4 separate regions of the Sus scrofa genome follow, and all the other regions are linked to region 4. A link is a contact called in public HiChIP or PLAC-seq and promoter capture Hi-C data. All regions are on one chromosome and are shown on one strand. The core of a region is the stretch at or near the end of the contact, and the rest is flanking DNA. Distances in the headings are between cores, read along the strand shown.

Region 1 (7,483 bases), core at 4,633-7,132, 210 kb after region 4:
AGTGATGCCTGAAAACTTGGGTTTGCCTCCTGGTGGATGTCAAGCCAAAAGACACAATCAAGCCAAAGATGGGGAGAAGGAAGGATTTATTAATGCTTTGCAGTCATTGAGGAGAACACCAAGGCTCTTTCCCAAAGCAGTGCATCCTAGAATGCCAAATTGGGGAAGTTTTGAGCTAAGGGTGCGTGCACATTCATTATGGGGCTTGAGCAGAGGAGAATGCAGCATAGAATTGGGGCCAAGCTCCACAGAGTCCATGCTAGTTGACTGAAGTCATGAGGGTCAATATCATTCCTCTACCTGGGCCTGTGTCAGACTGTTACATATATTCCTGGAGGAGGAACTAGGACTCTGCTGAACTAGTGTCTCTTTGCCTTTGCTCCTGCATTCCCTTACCTCCCTTAAGATCATTAATTACTGCAGACCTGTGTGGGACTTCAAGGCCTCTTCAAGGAGACAGAACTCAAAAGCCTCTGGCCAAGACAAGAATTACCAAACCCTTATTATCACCCCACCTGTCTCATTGTAACACCCCTCCCTAACTCTGAGCAACCTGTCCTACTCCTTCCTGCCCCTACTAGGAAAGGTATGGGACTCACTCCTCACCCTGCCCCATAGGGGCTTTATACACCCCCACCAACCAGCAAGTATATTCAAGGACCCCTCTTTCTCCAGTCCGTCAGGAGGTCAGCAGGTGTATTGTAAAACCTCCTCTCCCTGGGCTATAAAAACAGACATGACCATGGGCCTGAGGTCAGCTCTCCCTGATCATTAGGAAGTCTCTCTCTCAATGAACTCCTCTTTCTTTTCACCCTGCTATAGCTGGAAAATTCGTTTTCCAACCCACATGCAGGAACCATGACAACCTGTCCAAGGACAAGCATCATGGCCACGTTAGATCATAAAATGCTTAGACCAAAATGGCTTCTTTTATGTCAAGAAAGCTATGCCTGCTTTCCTTTCTCCAGGGACACCCTACCCTACCTACTTACAAAGGCATTGGCAGGGTCCTGCCCAAGACCTCTAGAGGAGTATCCCTCCTGTCTCTTCCAGCTTCTGGTGGCTCCAGGTGTTCCTCGGCTTGTGGCCACATCACTCCAGTCTCTCATGGTCACTGCAGTGACTGACTCATCCCTGTGACTTTGGTAGGAGCTGCCTGTTCAGTTGTCTGCCTTTCATTTCGAGCTTCCTGGGATTCTTATAGCCAAGTAAGAGACAATCTCCTTGCCTCTTACCAAAGTTACTGCTCACTTTGTCACAGGTTGAACTGTCCCCTGTCTCCCCATCCCCACCCCCCAAATTCCTGAGTTTGAACCCCCAGTTAGAAAGTGACTATATTGTAACTGAGTTAAAATGAGGTCATTAGGGTGGGACCTAATCCACTGTAACTGAGTTAAAATGAGGTCATTAGGGTGGGACCTAATCCACTGTGATTGATGATGTCCTTAGAAGAAGAGATTAGGACACAGATGGGGGGAATAGCTTGTAAAGATACAGGGAGAAGATGGCCATGTACAAACCAAGGTGTGAGGTCTCAGAAGAAAGTGACCTGGAGTTCCCCCATGGTGCAGCAGGTTAAGGATCCGGTGTTGTAACTCCAGCAGTTCAGGTTGCTGCTGTGGAGCAGGTTCATTCCCTGGCTTGGGAACTTCCACCTGCTGTGGGCATGGCCCCCAGAAGAAAAGAAACTGACCCTGTGACATGTTCTAATGTATAGAAAGGTGAGAAACAAATTTCTTTTGTTTAAGCCCCCAGCCTATGGTATTTTGTTAGGACAGCCCTAGCAAAGGAATACACATTCCAAGCACTTTTGAAAGGAAAATCCCTTGCTGTAATGCCCAGAAAAGAGACAAAGAGAGTGGTGGGAGAAAAGCATGTGGATTTCTATGCAAGGATGAAAATGGAGTAAGGGAGCAGACATTTGGCAAGATTTCAGCTCAGATTTGAAAGCTAAATATCCATTAACTTCAGCTCCCTGCAAGTCAGCTAGGAAGGAGCACATGACCAGAAAAGTTTCCAAAGCAGTAACAGGAGTTTCCTGGTGGCTCAGCAGGTTAAGGATCTGGAGTTATCACTGTGGTGGCGCAGGTTCAATCCCTGGCCCTGGCACTTTAGCATGCTGCAGGCACAGCCAAAAAAAAAAAAAAAAAAAAAAAAAAAAAAAAAAAATCTGAGAAGAAATTCTAAAAAATATAAATAAATAAAGCAGTGTCACAAAAATCAAGTTTTCAGCAGCCACTTGCCCTCTAACCTACATCATTCTTGTATGAACCCCAGCTGCAAGACTTACTCTCATGGGAGAGTAACAACAGGGGTGAAAAATAGCAAAACTGTAAAAGGTACAATAATTAAAAAATATAGGGAATTCCCGTCATGGCTCTGTGGAAGCGAATCTGACTAGCATCCATGAGGATATGGGTTTGATCCCTGGCCTCATTCATTGAGTTAAGGATTTAGTGTTGCCATGAGCTGTGGTGTAGGCCAGTGGCTACAGCTCTGATTCGACCTCTAGCCTGGGAACCTCCGTAGGCCCCGGGCACGGCCCTAAAAAGACCAAAAAACCCATAAAAGTATAGCAATTGGAGAACACTCTGTGTAGGGTGAAGAGTTCTCTCTGCCTCCCGGGCCCTGGTGGTTACTGTTTGAGAGCTATCAATATCATTAGTTATAATGATAGCAAGGTGAAATTGTGTCTGTATCCTCCTAAAGAGAATGGGAAACAAGTGATCCACTTTGGAAAGAATTTAAAACAGTTTTGAAACAGGAGGAAAGGGGGCAGGGCACAAACTTTAAAAGAATGGCATCACGGTTGAGGATACCCTAATAATGGGGAGAACTGATTAGACCCAAGATAGCAGAAAGTTGGACTTCCAGGGGACCTTGTACCTCATTATGCGGTCATTGTAATACATTAGCATGCAGAGGACATGCCCACAGGTGCCTTGACAGTGGCCCAATTCCTGAAAATACCCATCCTCTCCCCAGAAATAGCTGGAATAATCCTCCAGCTTGTTAGCCTAGGAAATTACCCAGCCCATAAAAACTTCCACATGCCACAGGCAGCCAAAGCAAAAAAGAGAGAGAAAGAAAAATACAGGCATCTGATAGAGTCTCTTCTGCTAGGCCACACCACTAACCTACCTGAAGCTTCATTCTCCCCTAGAAAAGTAGTCTTAACCACGAATTTCTTGATCAGCACCTGTATGTCCTCTTCATTCCCCAGAGGAAAATGAGGAAACCTGCCACAAAGACCCTGAGCCACAGCAGCCACCTGGAGTACTATAGTGACAATGCCAGGTCCTGAACCCACTGGGCCACCAAGGAACTCCTGTGTTTTTCTTTTTAGCATCATCCTAATTTTGAAAATGCTCCTAAGATAAGAAAAATATTTAGTTGTATTTTTTGTTTTTATTTGGTTTTGGTTTCAGGGGGCTCATAATGTTCAATATTTTGAAATAACTTAGGAAAAAAAACCAATAAAACCTATGCATGCAGGCTAATTGCTGTAACAAACAGACCTCACAAGATTTTTTTTTTTTTTGGCCAGCCCTTGGGATGTGAAAGTTCCTGGGTCAGGGATCGAACCCATACCACAGCTGTAACCAAGGGCCACAAAGGTGACAATCCCAGTTCCTTAACCTCCTGAGCCACAAGGAAACTCCTAGATGTAACAATTGTATTTTATTTATTTATTTATTTATTTATTTTTATGGTTACATTCGTGGCATATGGAAGTTCCCTGTCCAGGGTTTGAATCCAAGCCACAGCTGCAGCAACGCTGAATCCTTTAGCCCACTTCACTGGGCGAAGTATCGAACCCACACCTCCACAGCAACCTGAGCTGCTGCAGTCTAATTTTTTTTTTTTTTTTTAATGGCTGTACCTGCAGCATATGGAGGTTCTTGGGCCAGGGGTCAAATTGGAACTTCAGCCACAGCAAGATTGGATCTGAGCTGCATCTGAAACCTACACTGCAGCTTACGGCAATGCCAGATCCTTAACCCACTGAATGGGTTGGGGGATCGAACCTGCATCCTCACAGAAACAATGTCAGGTCCTTAACCCACTGAGCCATGGTGGGAGCTACTTCAGTAGCATTACTAACCCACTGCATCACAAGGGCGCTCCCTAACCTCACAATTTTAGATGGCTCAAACACAATAAAATTTATTTACTATAATAAAAAAAATGATAGTATTTTCACGATAATTTGAATCAGTTTCCCAAGAATCCAAGCATTAGCAAGTTAAATCTGGTGCTGTTAGTTAATTGGCAGGGCTTTTCCAGGGGGAGATCTAACAGTAAATTGAAGAAGTCTTTGGAATATGCATTTTGATGGCCTAGCAATTTCTCTTTATTCAATTTTACTTTCAAATTAAGGTGGCGCTCAACTAGGTAACTTTTTTTTTTTTTGTCTTTTTAGGGCCACACCCGCGGCATATGGAGGTTCCCAGGCAAGGGGTCAAATCAGAGCTGCAGCTGCTGGCCTACACCACAGCCACAGCCACAGCCACAGCAACGTGGGAGCTGAACTTCGTCTGTGACCTACACCACAGCTCACAGAAACACTGGATCCTTAACCCCTGAGGGAAGCCAGGGATGGAATACGCAACCTCATGGTTCCTAGTAGAATTTGTTTCCGCTGCGCCACAACACTGAGCTGCTATCATTTTTTTCAGCATAGACTGGATTTCTGCAACTGGCCTGGTGGGAATTGCTAGTTGAAATCCTTGTAGGGTTTTGTAGGTCTAGGGAGGAACCTTGCAAGTCTGGGACCAGCCACTTGGTGGGTCCCAGCCTGGAGTGCACACTAGTCACCTGGGCAGATGTTTTTGCTTTTTAAAAATTTTACTAGGGCTGCACCTGTGGCGTATGTAGGTTCCCAGGCTAGGGGTCGAATCCGAGCTGTAGCTGCTGGCCTATGCCACGGCCACAGCAACATCAGATCCGAGCCACATTTGTGACCTACACCACAGCTCACGGCAACCCTGGATCCTTAACCCAGGGATTAAGGATCGAGGCCAGGGATTGAACCAGCATCCTAATGGATGCTAGTCAGATTCGTTTCCCCTGAGCCAGGACAGGACCTCTGTTTTTGCTTTTTGTTTGTTCATACCTGGCCATTAGGGCCAGGATTTGTAAAGGATTCCTGGAAACTTCCAGTGCACAGCTAAGGCCCAGAATGAGCGACCTAGGGCAGACTAGGTAAGAAGTTGCAAAGCAGGAGTTCCCTCGCGGTGCAGTGGGTTAAGGATCAGGCGTGGAGTAGGTTTGGTTCCTGGCTTGGGAATTTTTGTTTGCCACAGCGCAGCCAAAGAAAAAGTTGCACAACAATTTTGTATATAAATGTTTATTGTTAAGTTTCCAGAGATCTTGTTAAAATAGCCATGTACATGTGCAGTATGATTCCATTTCTTTAAAAAGGAGTGTAAGTCTAAAAATTAACTTTGCTTATGAGAAACATGTTATCCTTATCTGCACTTAAAGTTTTAGCATGACCATCCATGTGTGTTATATTAAAAAAGATTTCATATTCTAACATGCATTTTTCCAAACAAATAACACCGTCCTTTATTGAGACCGTTCGTTCCCGCACTGCCCAGGGGGGTCCTGGGGGCTGAACTCTTGAAGGAGGACAGGCAGACTATGCCGCAGCGGGGGGGCTATGGCACCGCTTGACTCCCACAGCGCGAGACCCGGCCGGGCCCCTCCCTCAGGCCCCGCCCCCATTTCCGGCGCTTTGCCCCGCCCACCCAGCGTCTGGGGATCTTCTCCCTGGCCCGGCACCAGCAGCCTCGCTCTGGCTCCGCGCTGCCCTTTCCGCGGCCGGCTGGTTTCTCGGTGTGTTTTGTTTGCGACGCTGTCGTGCAACAGCGCGCTTTACGGCCGCAGGGACGGAGCGAGCCGGCGCCAGGGCCACTCTGGCCGGGGAGCAGGGCGGGCGGGTGAGGTTGATGCCCGGCGGCGGGGCGAGCGCGGCGTCTGGCCGGCTTTTCACCGCCGCAGAGCAAAGAGGGACCCGGGAAGGGGCGGGGTCGGCGTCCAGGTGCGGCCCGGGGGTCTCCGGCTCCGGCAGCGGCAGAGGCGGAGCGGGCGTCCCCGGGCCGGGGAGTGGAGGCCCGGGGGGCCCTGCGGGCAGGATGAGCCTGACCCCGAAGGAACTCTCGAGCCTGCTGAGCATTATCTCGGAGGAGGCGGGCGGCGGCAGCACCTTCGAGGGCCTGTCTACCGCATTCCACCACTACTTCAGCAAGGCCGACCACTTCCGCCTGGGCTCGGTGCTGGTCATGCTGCTGCAGCAGCCAGACCTGCTGCCCAGCGCGGCGCAGCGCCTCACGGCGCTCTATTTGCTCTGGGAGATGTACCGCACCGAACCGCTCGCCGCCAACCCCTTCGCCGCCAGCTTCGCGCATCTGCTCAACCCCGCGCCGCCCGCCCGCGGCGGCCAGGAACCCGACCGGCCGCCGCTCTCAGGTACGCCCGGGGCCAGGTGTGCGTCGCCGAGGGTGAGATTGGCAGCTTCTCGGCCTTCACCCGCACTTGAAACTGATTGTTGCCTTTTGAGATTCCCTACCCCCCACCCCTTCCACCAAGTATGAAGAAGTAACAGCTTCATGGCGCCGAAAATTATCCCTCCCAACAATGCAGGTGGTCCAATCACGCAGCGTAATATGGGGCTTGATGGTTTAGCGCCTCAGATAAAATTTGTTCTCGTCAAGCCCGTCGGAGGTGTGTGAAGTTGTAAGTAATGACACACTGGATCTGCCCCCGGCTTTTAGTCTCAGACGAGTCAATTAGGAGTCATTCAGAACCTGAGGAAGTTGAGCGGAAACACATTTAACAGCGTTTAAGGACATCACAGCCACCTTCTTCTTGCTGTTAGGTCTTTGGGTAATGCGATGGGGGCGGAGGAGAGAAAGTCTCAAATTCACGGCCTAGGTTAGAAAACCCAAGGCTGTTGGACATGATGTGAAAGTTATGCTCGGTCAACTTCCGTGAAGATCGGTGGGTTTGATAGGAGGCTGCCTTTTTAAAAAAAAAAAAAAAACTCCAGAGATGCTTTATGAGACTTGAATTTGGGAGAAGACCTAAACCGGGCGAGGGGAAAGGCCCAGAAGAGATGGTGGTGAGGGTACCTGGAAGACTTAGTCAAGGACCAGTGTAGGGGGTGAGGCAGGTAGAGAGGTGGGAAGCAGCTTGATGGTAGGGTCCTTCAGCGGTGGTAAGACAGGCAGATCACTCCTTAGGTAGGGGGCTGCTATATAGGGAGCCAAGAGGTAAAGGCAGCCGGTTTTGAGTAAATACCAGAGGATTTCCTTGCAGGTGAGGGCTTCCACATTTTAAGATGGTCGTTTTTCCCGCTGCCCACTCCTCTGGATCTTAAGCATCTTCTGGTTGGTTTCCTGCACTGCCCTTGACCTAAGAGGAGTAACCTTTGTATTCCTTGAGGTGTCTGTGGGGTGGGGTGGGGAATGGTACTAAA
Region 2 (7,012 bases), core at 3,286-5,785, 150 kb after region 4:
GACCTTGTTGGGAAATCGGTTTGCCCAGAGCTGCTACAAAGGCAGTGGCAAGAACAGGGGCTGAAGGGAACCCCTCCAAAAGGCAGAAAACATCAATATTTGATGCAAAGTACAGCTTTTAGACAGCCAGCCTCTTAGGGGAAAGAACGGTCTGATTATACGGGAAGGTGTGTAATAAACACACTGAAAAATAAATAAAATCCTTCAGAGGGGCACACCTGGATGGTGACAGTCAGTATTTACTTTGTTTTAGGTGCTTTGGAGAACCCCAGGGATGGGGAAGTGATGTCGCCTCCCAAAGACTAACTTCTACCCCGTTCTCCCAGAGCTGACTCAGCTTTTGTAAGAAATATTCCCACGGGCTAGAGACGTATCCCAGAGAACACTGGATAGCTTGACCTCCCTCCCAGGGCAGCAAAGTCGCTCTGTCAGGGGAGCTTTGGAAACATCTTGCAATACTGTGTTCAGCCACGTCATGTTCTAACTGGAGGAGGAGGTCACTGTCTTCCACTGTGCCCCAACCCCAGCCCAGGAGCTCCTTCTCTAGGCGGGTCCCTGGGCTGCTAACAGAAGCCACCTCAGAGGCTGGAGCCATGCTCCTTTCCCCTCATGGGAGGAGGCTACAAAAATAGAAGGAGGAGGTCTCTGATGCCTGCCCACGCCATCCAGCTTTCCAGAGTGATCAGCCTGCAGGTACACAGCAAGCCAAGGAGAGAGGGGGCATGTCCCTGTTGCACGTGACCAGAGCAGCCTCAGACTGAAAGCTGGGCCACCTTACCCACCCAACTTTTTTTTTTTTTGTCTTTTTGTCTTTTCTAGGGCCGCTCCCGCGGCATATCGAGGTTCCCAGACTAGGAGTCCAATCGGAGCTGTAGCCGCCAGCCTACATCAGAGCCACAGCAATGCCAGATCCAAGACGCGTCTTCGAACTACACCACAGCTCACGGCAACGCCGGATCCTTAACCCACTGAGCGAGGCCAGGGATCAAACCCGCAACCTCACAGTTCCTAGCTGGATTCGTTAACCACTATGCCACGACGGGAACTCCTGCCCACCCAACTTTTAAGAAAAACGTGGGATCCATCCTTCATGCAGGTACTTGTCCATCTATTCATCCCATGAATGTTTGAAGAGCACAGACCCTGTGCTAGGCACCAGCACAGGGTAAATTACCTGTACTCAGAGAACGGACAATTTAGGAAGGGAAACAATGAACAAAGTAAAAAAGTATTTGCATATTACAAAAGGAGAAACGGCTACGGAGAAAATAAAACTGGAGATGTGTATAAGGAATGTGTGTGAGTGTGTGTGCATGTTGTGTGTGTGTGTGTGTAAGTAGGAGAACGAATTGCAATCCTCAAGGAAACAAAACCTTATATTTCTGAAGGTGGACAAGTTTTAAACAGGTAAGATTACTTTAAACACCAATGGAGGCCTCTCATGTTAAAGACTCTTTTCTTTTACTTAATATCAAACTCAGCCTCACCATAAAAGACACTTCCTTTTATCGCATTCTCTCCCACCCTCTTAAACCATCTCTCCTGATTCTTTCCGAAGAAAAGCCTAACATTGGTCAGAATGTGCACCCATTAATTACATAAACTCAGTCTAAGCTTTAAATCTTTGAAATACATTGTTAAAAAATCGGCCTATTTAGAATTCTACATCTTCTGAAAACTGTCCCCAACATGGGGCTGGCCTGTGTGTCACGTCAGTTTTGATTTTACAATATCTGTAACGGCCGGGGTACGACCAGCCCATCAGTGGATGTGGTAATGGGGTTGCCTAATCCATGCAGCCACGCCATTGGTTCCCCAGCTAAAAGTCCAAAGGTGGAGTGTCCAGCTGCCAAGGGGATGTCATCTTTTCACCATCATCAGAGGTTCTGAGTACCCAGGAAATAAAGCAAAGTGTCGGGTAACTCTTTGCGGGACATTTTCCTCCATTTGGGGACTGTCTTATTGCCTTTAAGAATAAGAAAACTGGGGAGTTCCCATTGTGGCTCCAGCTACTATCCATGAGGATTCGGATTTGATCCTTGGCCTTGCTCAGTGGGTTGAGGATCCAACGTTGCCATGAGCTGTGGTGCAGGTCACTGACACAGCTTGAATCTGGCATCACTGTGGTATAGGCTAGCAGCTGCAGCTCCGATTTGACCCCTAGCCTGGGAACTTCCATATGCTGCAAGTGCAGCTGTAAAAAGCGGGAAAAAAAAAAAAAAAAAAAAGAATAAGGATAAGAAAGGTGGGAGTTCCCACTGTGGCGTAATGTTATCTGTGTGGTTTCTCTGGAGCACTGAGATGCAGGTTCAATCCCCTGCCCACCACAGTTTCAGATCTGATCCCTGGCCCCCAGGGACTCCGTACGCCTCAGGGCGGCCAAGAAAGAAAAGAAAACTTCATATTCACTTCAAACACAAAGTAAACCCAAGGAAGGCCAAGGGCCCAGGCCAGACGACAGCACAGCCCTGCTTGATTTTGGAATGCAGCAGGAGGGGGAGAATCATTCTGAGTTCATCTCAGACACACTGTACCACAAAGCACTGAACCTCGATCAGGCATCAGATCTGGGGCTCTGCCCTCCGTGTCTGGATCCCTCTTCCTGCTGAATGAGTAACCAGATCTCTTCCCCAAAGCAGACACAGGAGCTTTCCACCAACAGTGTACAGTGAACTAAGTCAACGGATGTTTGCTGGGCAAAGGTTCCTTACATTTTCTATTTCACAAATCTTCAAGGCCCATCCTCATCCTCTACTAAAGGAGACCATTCAGAGACCAGGTACTGAATGCACCAAAGATTAAGATACAAAGTCTCAAAAGACTGGAGGGGCAAACCCTTCCTCTGACCTCTTCACCTCTGACGGGCCCCACGGGGCTCCCCCAACCTCCACGTTCCAAGAGCCTGGGCACTAAAATGTCACTGTGTGGCTCAGGGGCACCAAGGTCATAGGACCTCCTGCCTCCTACACTAACTCCCCCACTCAGAGTCTAAAATAGCTCTCTGCCGCACACCTGTCCCCACTGATAACCACCACCACAGGTCACCCCACCACCCTTTCCATCCAGAAATCCTGCCAACTCTTGCCTGAATCCTTGAGGCTCTGTGACATCTGCCCTCCTTAAAGTCTATAGTGCGGGATGGGAAATTCCCCTCGCACTTGGTTCTGTCCTTTCAGGACTTATTTATTAACTGCATTTCCCGGTAGACTTTACTCCTGGAGGGCCGGCCACAGAATAAGGAGAGAGCAGTCACCAACCCCAGCTCGGCCCCTTGGCCACTCTCTCCCTAGCCATGGTCTCCTCCTGGTAGAAGGAGGCACGTGGTGGGAAGATCTAAGGTCCGTTTTATTTCAGATTCCAAAATTTGAAAAGTCCACACAGGTTCCCAAGATACTACTGGAAAAAGCTAGTATTCCTCTACTGGCCTGTTAAAACAGGTGTCCCTGCTAACACAAGCTGTCCAAACCCTTGATTTTCAAAGAGTTTTGGACCAAAACTTATAGGGAGTGGCGAGGAAATGCTGTTTTCCATAAATTTTACGAGCCTGAATTTTTTTTTCCCCCCTATCCTTTCTCCTAGGAAGAAAGGAAAGAGATGAGGGTAGGGCGAGGACAGGAAACTGACCTGCCGAGTTTTGCTAAGTTCAGGAGCTCGGGATTCGCACCACTTGGGTTTCTCCTCTGGGCGTGAGAGGGTTCCCGGAGCCAGGGCCTCTCGAGCTGCGCCCCGCCGTGGGCTGGCCGTGTCCCCAGCGGCGACACCACCTGGAGCCTCGGGCACGTCCAGATGGCCAGGGCGGGCCGGACCCGCTGTCACCTGGCCCGGCCCCGCGGCCCCGCTCCCCCCGGGGCGGCCCTCGCTCCAGCCGGCATCTCTCCTCGGATTCCCGAGCCAAGCCTGGCCTCCGGGCGGTCACCGGGCCAGGCAGCGGAGGCACCTGCCTCGCCCGGGAAAATGCACGAGCCCGCAAGTCCCTTCTGCCACCACCCCGACCGGGACTTGCTGGAGAAATGCAGGAGAAAGGAAAACAAGCCCGAGGTAGGGCCGGGCCGGCCCGGCGTCTCCAACGAAACCCCCAACTGCGCTGCAGCCCCGAGCTGGGGCCGTGGGCCCAGCAGGGAGCGAGGTCCGGGCCCGGCCGCTGCGCCTGCCTGCCCGCCAGCTTCGCGCGCCCCTTACCCGTGAGCCGGCCGCCCCCCTCGCCATGCCCGCGGCGCCGCTGGAGGATGAAGTAGCAGCTGCTCTTCTGAGTCACCCAGAGCTTCAGGGCGTTCTTCAGCAGCACCTCCTCGGGCTTGAGCCACATCGCAGCGGTCCGGCCGCGCCCGCGGGCCCCGGCTCACATCGCCCCGGTCGCCGGGCCGAGCCCGATCGGGAGGAGTCGGCAAGGCGAGAGTGCGACCAACCGGCGCCCTGCGCTCGGGAGTCCCGGGAGCGCTGTAGGCGCAGCTCGCCCCTTGCAGCCCGCGCAGCCCGCGCGTCGGTCCCGCCCCTGGCCCGCCCGGGCCCCGCCCACGGAACCGCCCACCGGGCACCGGGCCACGCCCACCAGTCGCCCAGCGTCCACCCCGCCGGCTCCGGTGGCGCCGCCCGGTTTCCGAATCCCGGCGGCTCCCGCGCAGTTCCGGAGTGGAGGGAGGAAGTCCAGTCCCGGCGGCCAGGCTCCCCGCCTCTCTCGCTGAGGGCGCCAAGGCCCCTCTCCCCTCCTCCGTCCCTGCGAGGTCACAGCCCGGAGAGCTGGAGGAGGAGGTGATGGGGAAAAAGACATCTTGTCGCAGCTCCAGGTTTCCAGCCTAGGGAATTTATCTTTGGGGGGACAGAATGCGTGCCAGGAAACCGAGGTGTGTGTGGAATAACACAGCATTTAAAATAACAAGAAATATTTCTATAAATAATCGACAGATAGCATTCAAAATTAAAAACAATTATTTGCCTTTTTTTTTTTTTTTTTTAAGTGCTGAGCATACGTTTTCTTTGCTCCCACGAGGGATCCCACGAAGCTGCCGAAGAGGCAGCGATGTTGTGGGACCCTGAGGCGAGTGTCAGACCAAACTCAGCACTAGACGTGGACACCCATCCTGCACACAGAAGATGCTGATTTTAGGGCCCCTCCTGAGGATCCCCTACCCAGGAATGAAACCAGTCACATTGGTTCCCAGAGACGTGAAAAGCTGGGAAGTATGGAGGAGATGATAGTAAAAACTATAGGGATTGTGGAGGCAGAGTTTCAAAAATGAGATATTTCTTCAAAGTGTGGTGGACCTGACTTGGCTGCTGGCCTGAACGGGCTGGGGATCTCCATGAGCAGTCTCCTCAATTAAATCCAACATCCTAGGAAGAGAAAAAAAGAAACTCCATCCACCTGACGGTAGGGTTTCAACAAAAGGACCCCGGACAAAACATGACTATTAATTGGGACAAAACTGAAAAGTGGAAGCAAAGTAAAGCTCCCACCAGCCTCCCGGGAACTGAGCAGAAGCTCTTCAATGGAAGCCAAGGAACTTGTTTGCAGACGATCAGAGGGATCAGCTCAGAAACCTAGCCCTGACCTGACAGGTAAGAAGCCAGGTAAGATCCTGTACCCAGGAGGAACAGGACAGCCCACCCAGGGGGCAGAGGCATGTGTGGTCCAGAGCTACAGCCTTGAGGCACAACTGAGAAAGGAAGTCATCTGTTCTCAGGGAGATGTGGGTGCCCCAAGGGGTACAGAGAGTGGGCAGGGGTGGCTGAAAAATATTCCTTCCAGAAATGGTTGCTGGAAACTGCCCCTCCCCCCACTCTCTGCAGGCCCTGGAATTGCCGAGAGAAGGGGACTGAACATGGGCCCTGTCCTAAAGGACTCACAAGCAAGAGACCAGGCCCAAAGTGTCATGGGAGTCATGCTGGGGACAGCAGGATGCACAGAATGAAGGCGCAGTTCCCTCGCACTGGGGATTGACAAAGCCCCACAGGGCAGCTGTGGTTTGACTGGGGCTGGGAAAACAAATATGTTTGCCACAGGGTCAAGTGGGAACGGCAGGTCCGGTGAGCAGATCAACCCATATGCCCTTGTGGTTGAGGGCACACCTCTGGAGAAAGACTGTCCTAGATCAAACCCCGTTCCTGCCACTGGTTCACTGCACAACCTTGACCTCGGGCAAGATAGGTTACTCAGGGAGCCCCAGTCCAGTCGGCTGTAAAATCGGGATCATCATGGCAGCTCCTTTATAGGTGCTCTCCAGCCTATAAGATATTCAAGTCCTTAGAACACACGCAAGCACTCAATAAATGTCAGCTCTTATAACTAAATGTACACAAGTTCTTGGAAGTGAAACAGTCCCCATGCACACTCACCCATATTTTAAACATCATTAAGCTCTGATCATCCGCCAAATAGTAAACATAGACTGTATGGTATTAAATTAGGGCAAGCGATTTATGAAAGCAGCTGGGAGGGCCTGGGAAGGATCCTTTGGGGTACTATGCCCTGTCAGCTCTATCTTTCCACCCCTGAGGTGCCTCCGAGGCCTCCTGTGAACCAAGTCATGTAAAAGCCAGAGGCAAGCAAGAGAGCCCAGGGGATGCCTTTGCCAGAGATCAGGCTCCTGGGCACAGAGCAAGGTGGAGAAGGTTGGAGAAGGGCCCTAGAAGGGCCACTGGAGAATATCCAGCACAGATGGTAGCAGCGTCCCCCGTCACTCATCTCTGGGTGTTCATGGTTGGTGTTAGCGGTTGAATTAAGTCCCCTACAGTCATATGTTAAAGTCCTGACCCCTAATACCTCAGAATGTGACCTTATTTGGAAAAAGGGATGTTGCAGATATAAGGAAGTTACGATGAGGTCTTCACTGGTGTCCTTATAAAATGGGAATGTTGGTGGCACAGAGGGTTAAGAATCCAACTGCAGCTCTAGTCACTGCGAAGAGGAGGGTTGAATCCTTGGTCCAGCGCCATGGGCTAAAGGATCTGGTGTTGCTGCAGCTGCAGCTTGGATTCAGTCTCTGGCCCAGGAACTTCCATACATAGCAGGTGC
Region 3 (7,098 bases), core at 3,787-6,286, 190 kb before region 4:
GCTTTGTAAGGAAAACTTACTTCATGCTTTGGTTTGCCAACCACATGACCTAACGGGCACCAAGGCCAAGTTGAGTCCTCACTCTCCCAGGCAAGTGGCACGAGGCCTTGATTTTCTCCCGGCAGCGTCTTCAGGCCCACAGGAGAGTCTGCTGCTGTGAACAGATTCTCAGCTGGTATTTTTCTATTGCTCTGAAGCTTCTGCAGAAGCAAGGCATTCAAATTCTAACCTTGATATTTCAAATGCAAGCGGGCATTCTATTTTTTTTTTTACAGTTGCGTATATTTTTTATTAAAATATAGTTGATTTACAATGTGCTAATTTCTGCTGTTCAGCAAAATGGCTTAGTTATTCACACATATATTTTCTTTTTTTACTATTCCTTTCCATTATGGTCTATCCCAGGAGACTGGATATAGTTCCCTATGCTATATAGTAGGACCTCATTGCTTATCCATTCTAAATGTAATAGTTTGTATCTACTAACCCCAAACTCCCAGCCCATCCCTTTCCCTTCCCCTCCTCCTCAATAACTGCAAATCTGTTCTTTGTCTGTGAGTCTGTTTCTTTACCTTTTTTTTTTTGCTTTTTAAGGCCACACCCGCAGCATATGGAGGGTCCAGGCTAGGGGGAAAATTGTAGCTGCCGGCCTACGCCAGAGTCACAGCAATGACAGATCCAAGCCGAATCTGTGACCTACACCACAGCTCATGGCAACACCAGATCCCTAACCCACTGAGCAAGCCCAGGGATCATACCCACAACCTCATGGTTCCTAGTCAGATCCCTTTCTGCTGCACCACCACAATGGGAACTCCTGTGAGTCTGTTTCTTTTTGTAATTTTTGGTAACAATAAATTTGTTTTCTATGTCCCTTTTGCAAGTTAGTTTGTTTGTATCATTTTTTTAAGATTCTGCTAAATGTGACATCATATGGTATTTGTCTTTCTCTTTCTGACTGACTTTACCTGGTATGAGAATCTCTACTTGCCTCTATGTTGCTGCAAATGGCAAGATCTGGGTATTTGTTATGGCTAAGTAGTATTTCATTGTAGATATGTACCACATCATCTTAATCCATTCAGTTTAGATTGTTTCCGTGACTTGGCTATTGAGAACAGTGCTGCTATGAACACTAGGGTGCATGTATCCCTTTGTTTCATTATTTTGTCCAGATTTGCTCAGGAGTGGGATTGCTGGATTCTATGGTGGTTCTATTTTTAGTTTTCTGAGGAACCTCCATACTGTTTTCCATAGTGGCTGCACTAACTTACATTCAAGGTGGGCACCCTTCAATCATCCTCCTACAGCTGCTCATAAGTCCTGGCCTTTGAGTATAGTCTCCAGTTATGGCTCTAAGGCCTCTTCTTCATCATTACACTGATCTAACTTTCCCTTTGGCCCTGGATTCAACAATTTTCTTCCCTAGTGTGATGTTATTCTACTTAATGATGTATGGTATTGTGTTTTTCTCTTTAAACTTCTACTCAGAGGTAAGAATCCATAAAAGAGCCTCTGGGAATTCATATGAAAAATAAAAAGGAGGCCTTCTATCTTCTAGTCAGAAAGACTGTGATGATATCATTCAGCATAGAACACTGTTCTTGCTCTCTCCTAAGCCTGGGTCGAATTTACCCACTACACACTTAATGTGAGTCTCCAGCCCTGAGCTAGTTCATGCTGTCATTCTTGTAATCACCCACACATTTTCACCTGTCTGTAATACCATATATGGACACCTCTAGTGTACATATTTTGAGAACTGGATGAATATTTTTAATTAGGTTATGCCACCACAGCTATGAGGGAAAAGAATATCCCACGAGACTGCAAACTCTTTGAATTATTTTTCTGCTCTCTTCAAAGACTGACGTTGTTGACGACAATAAAACACTTTGATGCTCCCCTCCATACATATGGATTCTCTGAAAAAGAGCTGAGGTTCCCTGCCAAATCATGGCAGCATCCAAAAAGCCCTATTCTGTAACCACATCTTTAAAGGACTGACCACATGGTCCCTGTGAATTTCCCTGAACTGGCAATGCAGTTTTGAGATGATTCCTTTGCTCCACGCTGCACATTTTGAAAAATGCACAGATTATGATCCAGATTATGTTATCTGGTTGATGAAAAAATCCTAGCACCCACATCACCTCCTCCATGAAGCCCATCCTGATTCCTTCCTTTGAACTCATGTGGTATTTTGTCTTCTGACACTTGCCCTATTTGGTGCATCTATCCCTGCCTCTACATTGTAAACCCTTTTTGTACAGACATAAACTGCTGTCAAGTTTCCCTCCATCACTCACAGGCCAAGCCTAGCCTGATTCATGAGGAGCCTTTAACAAATGCCAGTAAAAGGAACTGAGCTGCCAAATGCATAGAATGAACAGGCATTCATTCTGATCACTTTCCTCTTCATTCACTTTCCTCTTTGACTCTCTTCTACATTTGGGGAAAAGGCATGTTGTGTTCTGGACCTGACTTGGTTCTTGGCAGCAGACTCCACTCTCTCTTACGATCAGACAGGTGTCCCACCTTGGTGGGATCCACGAGGGATGGAGCCTGGAATAAGTACAACTACACAGATGACACCTCCACAATCACAGGCAGAAACCACATCTTTAATAGGATATCCTACTAGGCAGCAGGTAAAAACAGACCTTAGCCAAAATACTTGTTGCACTGTGGAAAGACTTGACATAATACCTCTGTAAGGCCATTTGTTTCCAAAAAATTCATTTAAGGATTATTCAGCTAGTTCCCAAAAGGGAGGAGGAGGAGGGAGCTGGCATCCCTTTCAAAGCAAGAAAGGAAGGGAGGTGGCTTTAAATTCTGCATTAAATCTGGTTAAAAGCACAGGACTCTCCTTTTCTAGGTGTTAGTCATGCCATGCTTAAGGGCAGGGCAAAAGCTACTTGCCTAAAGGAAAGGGAGGGCCTAGAAAAACAAAGCAAAATAAAATGACTTCATTTTTGAAAATGATGTTTTCTGCTTTTGGAAAGGGAGGGACTTCAAACTACAGTGTGTGCCAAGTGCCTCCTCCTCCTCCTTGAAAAGCCCTCCAAGTCAGAAGCAAGCCTAAGAATAATAGCTTCTCTTAGGATGCTCAAAGCTCCTGCAGCTGATTATTTTTCAGCAGGCGAATTAGACAAAAATAATACAAGTGGGAAATAAAGAGAATGACCTACTTTACAGGGGGGAAAAAGGAGCTCTGGGTGAGCTTTTTTGATCTAATTGACAGTGCTGGGTTGCATGCCCAAATAAGGCGCTGTGGGTCGGTCTCCCCGGGAGAGGGTTTGCCTTGAACTTGAGTGGGGAGTAGATAAAGCAAGGACCCTGGAACCTAGTGGGGGGCGATTCCAGTCTGCTGCCAGCGTTCAGAAGAGAGGCCTTAGGAGATTTCTAGTCTAGAAAACCTAATCTGATGGAAAAGAATGAGTGGGGAGCTTTCCTCTCCAGGGCTACTGGTCGGAATGTGGGAAGGACCCAGGGACATCCTAAAAAGGTTCCTGGTTGTACCTCTAGGTGACCTAGAGGGTGACCTCCCCTGGAGGTAGGGGATGTCTCCGGAGGCGCCTCCACTTGAGGAACGCCGCCGCCCCGCCGGAAGGGAACGGAGTGGGGTCTTCGAGTCTTAGAGATCTCTCCGGGCCTCGGCGGGGGGCGCGGTCTCCCTTTTCCACCAGGCTCTGCTTTGGAGCCCCGCTGAGCTCGGGCACAGCAGCTCCTGGCTCCCAGAGATAATATTTATGGGCCTGTCTGTGTTCGCTGTTTGCGGGAGCCTCACTGAAAGCCTCCCTGTTTCCTCGCGCGCAGCTTTGGCTTCTCCTTTTCTTGGATTCTCGCCTGTCTCCTCCCACAGAGGGAAAAAAAAAAAGGTCACGTATGTTTGGAAAAATATGTAGGTCAGTGGAACATTTCCTGCACTGGTGCAAAAGGAGAGGAGGGCAGCAGGGGAGGGGAAGGAGCAGCAGCGCGGAGCTCCGGGTGCGCGCTCCTGGCCATGGCCCCCCAGCCCACGTGCCTCTGCCTAGGAGGGGGGCAATGGGCCGGCTTCTTTCCATCCTTGACCCATTTTTCCGGACCGGCTACGTTCGCCTTGGAAGAAACACCGATCATTCCTCCCCAGCAGGCGCGGAGGTCCTCCGCAAAGGGCGCTCGCCCATGTCTCCCCGACCCCCGCTGGGGCTCGTAGGAAAAGCGCAGCGGTCCGTCTGCAAAGACGCGCCCGGTGCCATGGCTCCGGCTCCGTGCGCAGGCCTGCCCCGCGAGGACGGCGGCAGGGGACCACAGTGGCGTATTCGCTCCCAAAGCACGGGACCGAGGGGTGGCAGCGGGCTGGGCGTGGGTCGGCACCTGGCCGGGGAGGAAGGTTCCCTGCCACCCCTATTGACAACTTTAACCGGACCTCAGCCGGCAGCTCGGCATCCGCTGGTCTCTCCTCGGGCCAGCTGCGCTCTAGGCACACACCAGCCCCCGCCCTGAGCCGAGTCCCGACCCTGTGCCCCCAGCCGGACCCGGCCGCGCGTTCCCTGGCAGCGGGCAGAAGCGGCGGCGGCCTCGGGGCACGGGTGTCTGTGCCGCCCAGGGAAGCAGGGGTCCGAGGGTCCATCTGCCCGTAGGGCGCGCAGGGTGCGTGTCCAAGGGTGGATCGCGGCCAGGGCCCGGCGTGCGGCCAGGAGACACCCGGCCGGCGGCGGCAGCCGGAGCTCAGGGAAGGAGGAGGAGGACCGGGAGGAGGAGGAGGAGTACCGAGAGGAGGCGGGAGGAGGGAGGGGGAGGAGGAAGAGGCGGCGGCGGCTGTCCCCGCCGGCTCTGCGTGCGGAAGAGTTTGCCGCGCGAGCAGCCGGCCTCCCGCAGGAGCCAAGGGACCGGCGGCGGCGGCGGCGGCCCGGGAGTGGCGGCCGCGTAGCTTCGAGAACCGCAGCCGCGGCGGCGGCGGCGGCGGCAGCCAGAGCAGCGCCTCCCGCCGCCGCCCGGGAGGAGCTCGCCGCGCCCGCTCGCCGCCTCGGCTCCCAGCGGCGGTGGCGGGAGGCGCGTCTCCCCGGCCCAGTCCGCGCCCGGCCCCGCGGGGCCGCCCCGGCCCGCTCCGAGGTAAGGGCCGCACCGGGGGACGCGGGGGCCCGGGTGGGAGGGCGTGCGCACTGGGTCTCGGGACTCGGTCACCTGCTCGCTGGCGCGGTGGGCGCGCGGGGCCCCCCGGGGGACGCTCGGCCCCGGGCTGCGCCGCGCGGGGGTCGGCGGCGAGAGGAGGTGGGGCCCCACCCCCAGTCCCCGGTCCCCGCAGCCGGGACGTCGCGTCTTGCGGGACCGCAGCGGCAGCTGGACTGGTGGGTTCCGTGTGCGTCTCGCCGTAGGAGGCAGAGGACAAGACACCCTGAGCCTCAGGATTTGGGGTGCTCATTGAGTACCGTCGGGGTGGGTGGAGGCCGTGCCCAGATAGCAGCCTCGAAGGTCGTCCATTGGCCTCCCTGAGCCCATCGCGCGCCCCACGGAGCATGGGGGTGCCAGGACCCCGGGAGAGTGCGGCGTGCGTGCTGCAGGGCCGAGGTCTCTCTCGGTCCCTAGATCGGAATTGGTTTGGGCCGGAAGGGGTGCTGAGCCGGCCCCCTGGACGCCTGGAGAGCGCGTAGCCCGGCCCCTTGCGTCGGCCTGCCATTCTGAGCTCCCCAGGTTGGATGCCAGCGTGTTGTTTTGTTGGGAGGTGTGCCCCCCTCCTCTCCCAGAGCCGAAGAGGGAGGCTTACCTTTGACCTTTCCATGGAGCCGTGCAGGGTGCGGAACTGGGGTGGGGGGTAGGGACCAAATTAAAAACCAACCCGCTCCTCTGCTTGCCACTCCTTAACTGCTCAAGGTAAGAAAGTTTGTTTTCGGCCCTGTGATTCATAAATAATTAGTAACCAGTTTTGTTGATTAAGCAAGATGGAAACCTTAAAAATACACACGCACTTCCAGAAAGTCTAAAGGATAACAGGGTTGTATCTGCGAGGCTTTAGTTCGGAAAGTTAAAAACCCCAGAGCTCAACAGGTGTTCAGGAGGGGTCCAAGAGGGAAGAGCTCGGCGGGTTTGGTCTTTAGCACCTGATCCTTTGATTCATCAAATTGATCGGCCTGTTTCTTTCCGGTTAAATATTGAGTAGTTATTAAATTAATTAGCAGAGGGGAGCTGATCATTCTAGATCATTTAGGACTCATTTCTTCTTTTCCTTAATAGGAGGGTTTTCCCCGTTTGCACGTTCCAGATAATTAGCTCAAAAAGTAGTTCCTGGCAAGGTTCAGTTCTGTCCATATCTCTGTCTATCAAACACTATCCAACTCAATCCCGGGTCGGTGAATTGACCGACTCATTATGGCTTGCATTAAAACACAGCAAGTTTTAATTGCTCCACCTTAGGAGGTGTCAGTTCAAAACTCAAGGGCACGTAGCAGCTCTTGCTGCCCTTAAGAGTTCTTAAAGGAAATGTTTGCCGAAAATAACCTCCAAAAGCATTTTAAAATAACTCCCCTATAAATATGATGTTTAAAAGAGCTGTTCAGGCTTGGGCCAGTGTTTTGCAAAAGCAAAAAATCTGTTTGATGGTGCAGCTAAACAGGACGGGTAGAGGTATTGGCATCTCTCAGCAGTCTACCTAAAGATTTAGTTAAAAATAAAGTGTGCGCTGTAAAAGCTTTCAATAATTGTCTTCCATCTCACAGAGAGAGGTGGAGTGTGGCTTAGAAGAATTGTAAATATGCTGCTTTTAGCCATTTTCTTCTTGGAAATCGATGCCTCTATTTATTTGCTGATCTGTCCCACTGTGGCAGGTATAGAGTTGGTTTTATTCTCACTGCTCCCCAGAATGACTCTTGCGAAGGCCAGAGAAAGGAATATATTCTGGAGGAAATATGTTATTAATAAAACATCCCCCCCAAAGAGTTAGGTATGCCAAGAAACGAGCCAAGTGAGGCTTCACTGATTGCTGTGATGAAAAAAAATACCCTGATATGAGAAGAAAGTGTTTAGATGGCAACGAAAGAAGTCATCTTTCTCTAGAAAACAATTACAATTGTTTTTAAGTCCGTTTGGTTCTTGTAAGAGTTTAGGCCCTTTTTACTG
Region 4 (7,129 bases), core at 980-3,479:
GTCCTGGTTCCTGAAAAGCCATAACCTTTCTATTTGGAAAACTATAAAGGCTTAGCTAACAAGTGACTGAAACGTGAACTCTGGAATACACCAAGTCTTAGAATATTTTAAACTAACTCAGCTAAAATGTAGTATCTTCTGTCTCTAATGGCAATTAACATCCATTCAATTAATCTGAAATTTTTGTTTATATAGTCAACATGGTGTACTTGTCAACTATGATACTGTTCTAAGCCATGACATTTTGTACTCTTGCCAAATTATCTGGTAAAATGTGGGTGCTGGGTACAAAATTGCTTCAGTTTCTCTCCTCACTTGATGTGAAGCCTGACAGTTTTAAAGTCAGCCATCAATAACCTAGAGATATAACTAATTTAGATCCCCTAGAGAAATGCCATATGTAGCTTTTTTTGGACACATACAAGGCACTTCATACATTGAACTTTATACAATGCATATGACCAAGACAAACCACAGTATACTTCACTTCTCTTAGCATAACATGGTTGATTCAATAGCTGAAATATCCAGCCTATGGTATCTGTGGAAAAGCTTTAGTTTCTTGGGAAAAATAAAAGCTCATTAGAAACACTACAAGAAAATCTCCTTAGGATTTTTGCCTAACCAGACAATGTCCAGTTATGGGAGAAGCAGGGTAACCTGTTAGCATATTCACTAAAGTAATGCATGCCTTAAAATGTATACTCCAATGTTTATACACTTAAAAGTTCCTGAATTTAATTCAGTAGATGACTCAATATCCTTTAAAACCAACTGCCCTCTCCCAATGTCCCCATTTTTTTCAGTGGTGCCATGACCCACACATCGACACAAACTGAAAATCTTTATCCTCCACGCTGGTAAATTCATTTTTGTCAGAGGGAATTTTGTACCTGGAAAGATATCACCACTAACTGTAAGTCATGTAATGTCCAATTTATTGATCTTAAAAAGGTATCAATTAGCATTCTTTTAACCATTACACTGTCAACATTTCCCATATTAATCACATACTACCTAAACAACAGATGAGTCGATATTTAGGAATTTACAAAAAAAAATTTCCCCAATTATGAAAAGAGATTACAGATAGAAACACTCGTAAGAATTTAATTCAAATCTCAAGTCTGATACAGATTTAAGAGTTCTAAAAAGGACCCACAAAATATAACAAAATTGATTATCTTTACATCAGAACTGGCTGCAAGGTGTGAATATCACAGATTTAACTTTGTCTTGTATTTTATTCCATGATCATTCTCACGCCTTCTCAATGGTCCAGTTTTAACATACATTTCGAGGGCTCCAGTTAACTCAGCAAATAAAATTTTACACCTCCCTAGGTTTAAGGACCTTACCATACCCACGCTGCCTGCAACAAAAGAATGCAATTTCTGACCAACTTAAGGTCCAGAGTTGTCAACCCATCGGTTTGGCATGGGGATCTGGGACGTGGCTACGCGGTCAACTCACACCAGACGTGCTGGCGTCAGATTCCTCACTTTTCATTTCCAAAGTCAGATTTCTCTCTTTTCATTTCCAGGTGTTGGGGAAAAGTGCTATTGCTATTATGGGGCCATTTGCGTGTGATAGAGCTGAAAACAAATACTGCTTTAAGGTCATGAAATCACACTGATTTCTTCGATGTAAAAGTCGTATACAGTATTTTACTCCTTTCCAAGGTGATTTGTCAACTACTCTACTAACGGTGCTTCCAAAACTGACATTTCATATAGCCAATTATAAACTGTCAATTTTAATTTAAAAATACTTATTGTGCAAACCTTTCCTCGGCCTCCTCCTCACTCCTAGCCCAGCCACCCTCACCCACGGCCCGCGGCTGCACAGCAGCCTCCGCGTGAGGCTCCCGGGTACCGGGCTGCGAGGACGCCGGTTCGCGAGCCCGCCCTGCTCGACGGGAGCATCTCCAGGGCCACCAGCCTGGCGTACAGGTTCAGGCAACGCTAGCCTGGCCGATCGCTGAGAGAGTGGGAAAACCAGAAAAGCATCTTCTCGCCTCGCCTCGGTCCGCTCCTCCTGGGGGCCTAGGTTCCGGCATCCTCTAAAAGCCCTTGTTAGTGCGCAGGCAGCTGGAACGCGGCGGTAGGAAACGACGCAGAGAGGGCGACGTTCGAGCGCGCGGCCGCGGCCCGCTCAGGCCCCGCTCAGGCCCCGCCCTCGAGACAAGCTTGCATTTCTTGCGGCGCGCGCCGTGGACGTCACAGCCTCTCCCCCCGCCCACCCTTCCAGGTGACCCGGAAATTGTACTTGCGACGCCGCTTTCCTTCTCCCACAAACCCTTGCGCTCTTCCTTTCCAACCAGGGCCGGGGAAAGTGAGTATGGGTGCTGGCTCCCAGCTTGAGGAATCCGGCGCCATCCTCGCCTGGGATTGTGTCGAATGAAACAGGGGGCTCTCTCCTGAGCCGACCTGGGCCTCCGCGTTCCAGGGGCACGGGAGTCTGCGTTGCGTTTAAGGGCTCCCGGAGCCTGTGAGGGAGAGTGGCCGGCTTAGGAGAGCCGGGGCTGCAGGGGGTTCCGGGGGCGGGGGCGTCTAAGGGCGCAGACGTGCCGTGGCCCGCCGGGCTTTTCCCAGACGTGGGCCTTCAGGGACCTGGCCGGACTCTCTGCCCCTGGAAGCGTCCCGAGGCCAGGCCGGGAGGAAGGACTTGGCTTGGGTTTGTCCCACTCACTCTGAGCCTCCTTGTCGCCTGGGTCTAGATGGCTCCCGCAAAGAAGGGTGGCGAGAAGAAGAAGGGCCGGTCCGCCATCAACGAGGTGGTAACCAGGGAGTACACGATCAACATTCACAAGCGCATCCATGGCGTGTGAGTAATGCCTGCGTTCGGCCAGTGTCTTCTGACCGCGCGGGGTCTAGAAATGAACCGTTTCTTCAAGAGCCCAAGTCTTTACTGCATAGACCTTATCGAAGGCTGTTTGTAGGGTTTAAAGCGAAATGGAGGTTAACGCCTAAATAAGGGTTCTGGGAAGCCTACTTGGGGAGATGCGGTGGTAAATCGATGCTACTTCTTGCTGTGTTGATCGAATTAAACCCGGCAGGTCTAGGGGTGAGACGTGTGTGTGAGGATGAGTAGACCTTTTCACTGTCTCCAGAGTCCAGTAAAGTCAACCAGGTAACTAAAAACGCCAGGTCCGGCCCAGAGTCCGAACATTGCAATGGGGTAATTTTAGTTCTCCCACCCACACAGCTAAGTACTAAGTAATATTGGTCCAGTTGTGGTGCTGGATGTGGAAGTTCTGGAGAGGCCAGAGAAGAAAGTGTTCTGAAGTTAGCGGGCAGTGGTTTGTGGAGAAGACGCTGGCTGCATATGTGATATACAAGGACGTTGGGAATGACTGTGAATGTCGTAGTTCTTGATTTTCCTCCCTGGGGTGTGGTTTTTATAGTTCTTTGTTTATTTTTATTTTGTCTTTTTAGGGCCGCACCCGGCATGTGGAAGTTCCCAGGCTAGGGGTCCAATCAGAGCTGTAGCCACCAGCCTATACCACAGCCACAGCAACGCAGGATCCGAGCCTGGCCTGCAACCTACAGCACAGCTCTTGGCAACGCTGGATCCTTAACCCACTGAGCGGGCCCAGGGATCGAACCTGCCTCTTCATGGATGCTAGTCGGATTCGTTTTTAGTTCTTGAGCTTTGTGCGTGTTCCCCCTTTTATGCACACGGTGCTGACTAGTAATAACAGACCAAATCCATCGAGTGCTGTTATTTGGAGTGTTTTTAAGAGCCAGGGTGGTGCTGCAAAATACTCAGGCACCAGTCTGGGGAGCAACTTGTCTGGGCATTCTCATCTCAGGACAACTGATTTTCGAAAGGGATTTAAATGTGTGGCACTGTCTCTTAGCCCTGGCGTTTCCAGCCAAGCGTTGGCCATGTGTGAAGCCTGAGGTCTCTGGGGGTTTCTGGGTCAACGGTGCCCTTTTTGTGCATTACTGCAGCTTGTAACCACATTCTCTCCTCCCACCCCGTTATTGGGGCACGAATGTGTTCACTGGGGGGCATGTTAAGCACTTAACTGTGTCTGGGGCTCTGCGGATTCACAAGGGAACCAAAGATCCTGCCTTCCGAGTTTCCTTGGTGGGGAAGTTAGGGAAGTATCCAGCTATAAAATGGTAGAAAGTGCCAGATGGTGAGTAAGTCACAGGTGAAAGGGGCGGTGGTTTAAAGGTCAGACAACTGGGAATTGGAAGAGTGGGCTTGAGCCATTGCAGGTGGATGAGATTTGGGGGCATTTTGCCGCAAAGGCTTTAACTGAAGATGTGTGCAGAGCAGTCTTTTGGTCTTTTTTTAGTTCTTACTTGATTGGCAGCAACTGAGAGTCCTTTGTTCATTTTACTTCCCGAAGATTCCATGGTTTTGTTTTTCTTTTGCTTCTCTAGCTGTTCCTCAGTCTGCTCTGTCCCTCCTCACTGCCCATCCTCTTAATGTTGAGTCCAGGGCTCAGGTCCTCCATTTTCTGCCTATACTTGGTAATAACAACTAGTTTTAGGGCCTCACATGCCCAGCTGCTTTTGAAACGTATTACCTGGGTGTTTAATAGGCATCTCTAGCTTTACCTTCCCCCAGACCAGCCCCCTGGGGTCCATCTTCACCCCTGGCCCTCCCACTGCCCCATGGCCTCCCCCCCCCCCCCAATCACTGGCCTGTGGGCATGTCCTCTGGGCTCAGCCTTCCACAATCTGCCTGCGCTGGTCCCTCCACCCAGACACCTGGTCTCTTCTCAAACCCTCTATCGGCAGAAAAGCCATGTTCCTGCTGTGATTCCTCATGAATTGACCACTTTCTTAATCATACCAGGCCAGGCAGTATCTGAGTCTGAGTAGCAGTTTGGTTTTAGTTTCACTTTTTCCCCTGCCTTGGTGTTTTTCTTGCAGACAGCTTGGTAGCTGTCCTTGTCATCTCTGGATCTTGCTGGGGTTTTTTAAACCTGCAGCCCCTTCCCTAATGCTTTCTCCTTTCACTGCTTTATTTTTCTCTGTAGCACTTGATACCATCTGAGTGTCACCCATATAAACCACGTGAAAAATGGGCTTTAAGTGAATGAAGCCAGCTGGCATGATGGGTTTGGGGAGGCTGAGAGGGTAGAGCGAAGGGAGACTTGATAGCACGGCCCCTCCTGTCATTTACAGTGGGGGGATCACCTCTTTACACTTTGGTTTCTGCCCCACTTGGAATAGCTTTCACTTAGCAAATGTGTAACTGATTCAGCCTGTAATAAAGTTTGGTTTTTCCACATTTAACTTACAACATGGAATTCAAAAAGATTTATGTATTCTTATCAAAACCACAGGTTAATAGTGCCTGACACATGCCCTGGAATCTGTAGAATTAACTGTTGCCCTCGACGTATTTCTTGAAACTGGTACATTTCAGACCCCTGCTCTTTAAGACCAAGCTATTAGCGAACTTTTAGTGTTCAATGATTTCCGGAAACATGGCTTGTCTTAGGATGTGACAGATAATCTTAATTGTATTTTAGCTTGAGGACACTTAATTTACCTCAGTGTTGGATATTGTATGTTCAGGCTTATGCTAACCACATTCTTTGATTATATTTTCCCTGGCAGAGAGTATTAGATATTAGAGCATAGGAGTGTTTATCAGGAAAGTGTTGGTCAGTGTGTATGTTAGCATCTCTTAATGGTCATATATAGTCTTTGTTCTACATTATTGAAAGTAGATTGTGCATCTTCTGTGCCCCAAGTATTACACTAGTTCTATTTTTTCCACATGCTGTAGGGGAAAAGAACTGTTTCTGCCTTGTTCCAGGTTTAGATTTGTTTGATGAAAATAGGATAATGCTATACTGTATATTTCATTTAATTTTGTACTCATTCATTTACTTGTGTTTGGATCTCAGGGGTTTTAAGAAGCGTGCCCCTCGGGCACTCAAAGAAATCCGTAAATTTGCCATGAAGGAGATGGGAACTCCGGATGTGCGCATCGACACCAGGCTCAACAAAGCCGTCTGGGCCAAAGGAATAAGGTGCTCAAGTTGTGTGTGTGCCTCCACTCCACTCAGTTAAGCAGCTCACTCTGCACAACTTATACAGACTGAACTCTATATAAGTTCAGTCACTAATGCACACGCATAAGGAAGTATTTTTTTCCAAATATGACAATGGTTCAAAGGCAAGGTAGCATCTGCAGGGAAGCCTTTTGACCTGGTATTTAAACTCAGTAAGTGGTGAAGGAGCCAAGCAGTGTGAGGGTCAGGTAAGAGCAGCACACTTGGTGTGACCTGGGGACAGGCTGATGAAGGTGGGGCAGATGATGTGACTTAAAACCATGAGTGGGTACAGAGAGTCAGGTGGGAACAGATCACATGGGCTCTTGTAGGTCACGGCAAAGAGTTTGGCTTTCCCTCTAGACATACTGGGAAGCCATGGGAGCAGTGGTTTTCAGCCATAAGCAATTTCCCCACCTGTTAGCAGGGCAGGGGGTAGGTTGTCACTAACGGTTACAGACCAGAGACCCTGCCACACATTGTACAGTGCACAAGGCGGGCCACACACACAGAACTACCCAGCCCAGAGAGTAGTAGGGCCAGCTTACACACGGGGGGGTGTGGGTGCACTGGTAGCATGGGGGCTGGGTGCAGCAGGAGCCATCCAACAGGATGGGTGGATGCAGCCCTGCCATGGACCAGCTAGGGTTGTGGTAGGGAGACAAGTCTGATAAAGGTACTGCACAGCCCGTGAGCTTCCTTAGGGGGAGGTGTCACGTGAGCTGAGGGAAGTTTCAGGACCCCTCCCATCTTTGGGCCAATAAAAGGAGGCAGTGCAGTTGGCGGTGATGCTGCTGAGAGATTGGGTGTGCAGGAGGTGGGGAAACTGAACACAGAGCAGGTACAGCTTGCAGAGTTCCTGATGTGGCTCCACATTTAAGTTGGTTAAATCCCACCTCACCAAAGTGGTTGGTGAGCCCACATTTCTGCAGACGTCACAAGGCAGTGGTGGCTGCCCACTGAGAATGGCACCTGAAAGGCCAGCACTTAGTGTCCACCTGAAGGTGCTTATTTTCCAGTGAACTGAAGTGGCTGGTCAGTCAGAACAAAGGAAGGAGTGGAGGAAGCATGTTCCAGAAATAGGGGTAGGAAATGTGGGTACAG

Evidence for each region. Promoter capture Hi-C pulls out the DNA fragments that hold promoters and counts their contacts. HiChIP or PLAC-seq counts read pairs in DNA pulled down with a chosen protein or histone mark.
Region 1: a contact with region 4 is called in a promoter capture Hi-C map of liver, with 12 times the contacts expected there. The contact joins the promoter of CNOT11 here to the promoter of RPL31 in region 4. A contact is called at or near these places in 3 of 5 promoter capture datasets (fetal liver, fetal skeletal muscle and liver), 17 of 47 Hi-C or Micro-C datasets (blood, brain, embryonic fibroblasts and 10 more) and 2 of 2 datasets of contacts at active chromatin or transcription factors (alveolar macrophages and skeletal muscle).
Region 2: an H3K27ac HiChIP or PLAC-seq map of alveolar macrophages shows a contact between it and region 4. The contact joins the promoter of TBC1D8 here to the promoter of RPL31 in region 4. A contact is called at or near these places in 2 of 5 promoter capture datasets (fetal liver and liver), 4 of 47 Hi-C or Micro-C datasets (alveolar macrophages, liver and skeletal muscle) and 1 of 2 datasets of contacts at active chromatin or transcription factors (alveolar macrophages).
Region 3: a contact with region 4 is called in a promoter capture Hi-C map of liver, with 2.8 times the contacts expected there. The contact joins the promoter of NPAS2 here to the promoter of RPL31 in region 4. A contact is called at or near these places in 1 of 5 promoter capture datasets (liver), 1 of 47 Hi-C or Micro-C datasets (epiblast stem cells) and 1 of 2 datasets of contacts at active chromatin or transcription factors (skeletal muscle).

Annotation. Positions count from the first base shown.
Region 1 is chr3:53,079,714-53,087,196 of Sscrofa11.1, reverse strand. CNOT11 (CCR4-NOT transcription complex subunit 11) reads left to right here and starts at 5,882. Exons shown (of 7, transcript XM_003124884.6): 1 at 5,882-6,474. The coding sequence starts at 5,955.
Region 2 is chr3:53,146,582-53,153,593 of Sscrofa11.1, reverse strand. TBC1D8 (TBC1 domain family member 8) reads right to left here and starts at 4,535. Exons shown (of 20, transcript XM_021087166.1): 1 at 4,180-4,535. The coding sequence starts at 4,306.
Region 3 is chr3:53,488,313-53,495,410 of Sscrofa11.1, reverse strand. It overlaps NPAS2 (neuronal PAS domain-containing protein 2), which reads left to right and starts at 5,036. Exons shown (of 21, transcript XM_021087167.1): 1 at 5,036-5,097.
Region 4 is chr3:53,290,487-53,297,615 of Sscrofa11.1, reverse strand. It overlaps RPL31 (60S ribosomal protein L31), which reads left to right and starts at 2,229. Exons shown (of 5, transcript XM_005662362.3): 1 at 2,229-2,334; 2 at 2,720-2,826; 3 at 5,879-6,004. The coding sequence starts at 2,720.